2 separate regions of the Arachis hypogaea genome follow, and region 1 is linked to region 2. A link is a contact called in public Hi-C data. All regions are on one chromosome and are shown on one strand. Each heading gives the region's core, a stretch centred on a gene start, on an enhancer-like site or on the middle of the called end of the contact. The rest is flanking DNA. Distances are from core to core; before and after follow the strand shown. Region 1 holds the start of LOC112715325 (pentatricopeptide repeat-containing protein At4g33990). Region 2 overlaps LOC112718204 (a long non-coding RNA gene).

The links. Hi-C and Micro-C count contacts between places; a contact is called where the count stands out from the background.
Region 1: a Hi-C map of leaf shows a contact between it and region 2, with 2.9 times the contacts expected there. The contact joins the promoter of LOC112715325 here to the enhancer-like site in region 2. A contact is called at or near these places in 4 of 8 Hi-C or Micro-C datasets (leaf and an unstated tissue).

Annotation. Positions count from the first base shown.
Region 1 is chr10:19,184,415-19,187,421 of arahy.Tifrunner.gnm2.J5K5, reverse strand. It overlaps LOC112715325 (pentatricopeptide repeat-containing protein At4g33990), which reads right to left and starts at 1,704. Exons shown (of 6, transcript XM_029289613.2): 1 at 1,162-1,704.
Region 2 is chr10:18,712,128-18,714,847 of arahy.Tifrunner.gnm2.J5K5, reverse strand. LOC112718204 (a long non-coding RNA gene) reads left to right here. Exons shown (of 5, transcript XR_003160687.3): 4 at 1-1,074; 5 at 1,248-1,546. Among protein-coding and RNA genes, the nearest start is that of LOC112718204, 3.5 kb to the left of the region's middle. Within about 2 kb of position 1,262, at least 3 of the 3 cell types and tissues checked have open chromatin away from gene starts, as enhancers often do.

The sequences.
Region 1 (3,007 bases), core at 455-2,954, 470 kb before region 2:
AACCAGTTTAATTAAATATAAAATAAAATTATTGAAAATTTTATATAATTTCAAATATTTAAATTCAATGAATTGTAAGCTAATAAAATTCAAAGTTTCACATAATTATTTATAATTTACCATTAAAAGTTTACAAACAACTTCAAACATCAAAGTTTATAATTAAAAAAATCAAAATGCACATATATGCTCCTCATCACAAATCATAATCATCACAAAGTAAACTAAAGCAAGTGATCAATATTAGCTAAGAGCAATTATTTGGTATTCTTCAGACTAATTAAGGCATTCCCGTATAAAGTACACTATTAAGGAAACTAACATTAAGTCATATATGCTACTAAACAAACTTAACACAGGTTCATATAACTTAGATTGCCACATCCCCAAGAAAACAACACAGTAAAATTTCAGGGCTTTCAACAATTTTCTGGTCAGCTTTAGATGAGGCTATGTAATTTGCAACATTGGCAGAGCAAACAAGCTTATCAGTTTTCTCATCCGGGATTTCAACTGAAAATTCTTTTTTCAACATCAATCAGAGCCGAATCCAATTGAAGAGCACAAGTATCTCAATTACATATTGACACACTCATTCCCAGCAAAGCACCATCAACAAGTCAGAATCAGAAAAATCAGTAACCAACGACTCAGAAATCAGAATCAATATAACAAAACTTAACAATGCAGTGAAGCACATAAAGGATAACACTTATCCGCCACCAGAAGAAACAACAATAAAAACAAGTTTTTAAGTTTAACTAATTTTGCTCACGAACAAGCCAACAACTAATAAATTAACTCAGAATTAGAACAATAGCACAAAAATAACTCAGAAAATTACCAATAATCAACGATAATTAACCCAGAAGTCAGGACAAAATAACAACAACCCAGCCCTGTTAATAACAATGAACAAGGAAGAAAAATAACTCAGAAAACAACAAGTAACCCAGGAAAACAACAATCAACAATCAACATAATTAAATCCAGAAAAATAGCAATTAACTCCCAAAAATGAAACTGAATAAGCAGTGGAGGGATGGAGGCTTACAAACTCAGAAATTCAGTAACTCAAAATAAGCAGAAATTAACCAGAAATCAGAAAACCAAACAAAAGTACAAAAACAAGCAAAAATAAATTGAATCAGCAGTGCTTACGGGCGGCCAAGGAGGAAGGCAAGTGACGGCCACGGAGGAATGGGAAGTGACGGCAACTGACGAGGGAAGTGAGCTCGGACAGAGAGTAACAGACAGCTCGAAGAGGGATGCTGGCCTCGGACAGAGAGAGAGCTCGAAGAGACGACGACCGACCGATCAACCTTTGGTACGGCGACGCCACCGGATCAACGCGTCCTTCGTGCGACGGCAACGAGAAGAGGAGCGATGAGAACTAAGAAGAGTTCGGCGATCCGATGAGAAGAGTTCTGCGACAACAAGAGTGTGACGGCACCCACGTTTTGTCCCCACCGGCGGGGAGCACCCTGTACCAGAGGAGAAGAATTTGGCGATGAGGGACGGTGATGGTGGCTGGCTGGGCTTAGGGTTAGGTTTCAGAGAGTGAGAGAAAGGAAGTGGGGTATTTCTTCGTTCTTCTTCCTTCTGATTGCAACACAGCGTCGTTTTTCATTGATGCACCGAAGCGGAAACCACGAAAAAATCCGGCTGGTTCTGACGGTTCACTGATTAACCATGATTTACCCAGTTTCAATTTTTTGCAGTTTTATACTTTAATTGAACCGGCTAAGTGACCGGTTAACTCGGTCAAATTAGTCAATTCGGTTCAATTTTTAAAACATTAATCAAAAGTTAAATACTTAAATAGTCAAAAATCCAATTGATAGAAATTACCAATTACAAATAAGGGTGTTCGAAGTGTGGTTTGGATCGATTTTGAATCAAAAATTTATCCAATCCGATCCAATTTCAAATTATTTGAATTGGATTGGATTTGTGATTTTGTAAATTAAAAAAGTTAAATACATATAACAAGTCTCAATATTATATTTTAAATAATTAACAATGACATAACAAGTTTTAATAATATTTTAAAAAGTCACCGATAACATAACAATAGAAATAAAATTATAAGTTAGTTAAAAAAATAAATAAATCACATTTTGAACATAAAAGATTTATTAAATAATAATAATATATGAATAATATAAAAATGTATAACAAATTAAACATGTTATAAGTATAATTGTAAATATAATAATAAAATAATAATATTATAGTTCATTGTGCGATTGGATTGATTTGGATCAGTTATAAAAAGAAGATCTGAAATCCAATCCGATCCAACTGTTTGCAAAAAATAGAATCCAATCAAATCCGAATTAGTGCGGTTTTAATTGGTTTTCAGTTTGAATTGGATTGGATGAGCGGTTTAATTTAAATTAGTTTAGATTTGAACACCCTTAATTACATATTAATATACAATTCAAGAAGATTAAATGATTAATATACAATAAAGCTCACATAAAAGAGAAAGCAATCAGATTCATATACAATAACAAAAAAAATAAATAAATACCCAACACCGTTTTTGTCCATTTTTATAAAGGACAAGGCGCTCTTTCCAAAAAAAATGAGCACTTCAATCTTCAATCTTTTTATTTTAAGATAATACGATTTTTCTATTAAAAAATTTATTAAGTAATAATAAAAATTAGTAATATTAAAATAATACTTTTTAAAAATATTTATATTAATAGAGTATTTTCATTTTAAAAATATTTAGTTTTAAAATTCATGGAGTTTTAAAACTCCAATCAATAGTATTGTAACATCACCAAATTTTGTAGAAAATAATAAGGATAACTAAAACTAATAAATATATCATATATGTGTTTTTCTGTAAATTTAATTAATGGTGGATAACTAAAACGTGGGAGTAATAAATTTATTCTTTTTTTATTAATAAGAATAATTTCAATAGAGTGCTTTTGGAATATCATTTTTTATAGAGTTAAGTACGATTTTGGTCCTTAAAGTAGGAGTTGAG
Region 2 (2,720 bases), core at 13-2,512:
CCAATAAAAAGATTTTTATTGGCAATTCTTATAATTATCTTTAAAAAAATTTTAGCAACAGAGTATAATACGGCTAATGTCTAATTATCGATAAAAATATTAGTAGCTATTTTTATTGCCGCTAAAAACAATTGCCATGAAGAGTTTTTTTCTTGTAGTGAAGTTCTCATCATTACAAGATACAACAATTATTCTCCAGTTCAATCCATAAAAAAAAGATATGAATGAGTAGACTTTTTATAATAGCACATAATTAAATATTCAACTATCTCAAGTATATATTAAAATTTAGCTACAAAATTAACATGTTAAAATATAAAGTATATATTGAAAATAACTTAAATATTTATTTGGGTGAGTTTCTAAGAAAAGATCTTTTTTTAGTTATTTTTTAAAAAAAAAGTTATAGAAAAATAAAAGTAATTTTATATTTGGATATCTCATGCAAGAAGATCTTTTTATCTATCAATTATATTTGGGTATAACAATATAAAAGTACTTTTATTTATTTATTATTGAAAAATATCTTTTTTTTCTCTAAACAAATATGTAAATTATAATTTCTCAAAAAAGATATTTTTTATTTTTCTAATATTTTTTTTACTGTTAAAAATTTACTAAACACGTTAAAAAATATAAAAAAAACAAAAAATATTTTTATTGAAAAAATATATTTTTTTATCAACTTAATAATATCTAAATAAATACTATATGTATTTATACACAAATACATAGTGATTAATTTAGTAGTATATTTTTAGTATGTATATAATATTTTTTTACTATTAATTTAAATATAAATATTGACATAATTATAAACAAACTATTAATTATATTTAAGATTTTTTATTTTTTTGGTGAAAAGGAGTTGAGTAAGAAGGGTAAAGAGATTATACTAACGAAACATGTTATGCTACTTATTATTTAGTGAAGTAACACTTTTTGTAAAAAAATAAATAAATAAATAAATATTTCATTAACATATTATATTAACACAAGACCTTTTTTTGGTTTTACAAGTATCTCCCAACTCGACAGGTCAAGGACTAATCCATGAATTGCTGCATGCAGCAGGTAGAATCCGAACCCTCGACACTTGCTTAAGCGGACAAGTGAACTAATCACTTGACCAACCTAAATTGGTTACAAGACTCCTTTTTAAGAAAACCATGGAAAGACAAGATTGATGTGCTGACCCTCTCTATGATGGGCTCATTTCTCGTGTATTTTTTTTTTGTGAACAACAGGGTCCAAGTCCCCCTCGTGTATTTTATGGGAGTTTGCCCGCATTTTCTGCGGCCCAATTCAGTAGCCGACACCCATAATTAGGCTCAAACATGTGGACGCTAGTTAGGGGCTATAACGGGCGGATAAGAACGAATTTTTGCTTTATCCGATCTCACTTTGTCGTACAAAAATTTACATAAAATTTGTCTTATTTTTATTTGTGGGTAGTAAAACGTTAAACCCTAATCTCTCTGTGGGTATCCATTTTGTCTCTACATATCCTTATAATTATTAAAATCCAATAAATAAAATTAAATTTTAAAATTTATATAACCATCATCATATGCATAACATAAATTAAAGTAAAAATTTAAATATAATACAATATTATTAATTATTTACTAATTATTTTATATATATTATACATATTATATATTAAAATTATATATATTATATATCTATGACAAATATTATTTAAATCTGACCCAGTCCCATTTCTTTTAGAATATAAATAGAGATGGAATAAATACCCGCAAATTCAAGTGATGTTGCCATTCCTAAAGCTACTTGAAAAGTGTCTCCTGTCCATTTTGCTGGTGCAGAGACAAAATAGCGTTACATTTCGCTAGTGTAGGAGTGATAAGCCCATTTTACATGTGCAAGAGCAGAAGTGGTCATATCTCGCATGTGTTTTGGATGAAATGGTGTCAACCCTATAAGCATGAGTCCTTTATGAGTTGGACTATAAAAAAAAAAATTCAGTGCACATTTTTTGAAAAAAAAAAGTGTATATTTTAATAAATAAAATATTTTTATGTGTTCCTCAAAAAAAATATATTTTTATGAGTTATAATTTCATACTTTTACCAAAAGAAAAATTATTTTAATATTTTTTATGAAAATTAAATGTCTAAAATTAAATTACATAAAAAATTAAACATTAAAGAAATAATTAAATTTTAAAATTATTTTTTTTCAAATATAATGAACGATTGATTTTCTTTTTCTTTATTAAATTAACTACTTTTATTTCTACTTTTATACCTTTCAATAGTACAAACAAATAAATCAAAAGATAAAATAAGTACTATTCATATTTAGATTAGGAAAACCCAACCCAAACTCAATTTAGCAACACCTCCTTTAAAAATGGGCTGCTCCCTCCTAATTTGGCCCAACAATGACTAGCTCTATTCTCTTTGGCCGGGTTTAAAGGGTAAATTTAATCAAATACGGGTCTCATAATCCAGTATTCGACCCGACTTAGAGAATAGGTCATATGCTCTCCATGCTACTTAAGTTATTATCATTGTGGTGATAGATATAACATTGGAGTAACTTCCCCCACTCCAAGGCAATAACCACCCACTATAATTTGAATTTATTTCTAAAAAATAACTAAATCTTATTCTCATGTATTTTTTTCATCTATTTTTTTATATAACTTGCTAAATTTTTTGTTAACTTAAGTATTAAATTTTTTTGCAAATATC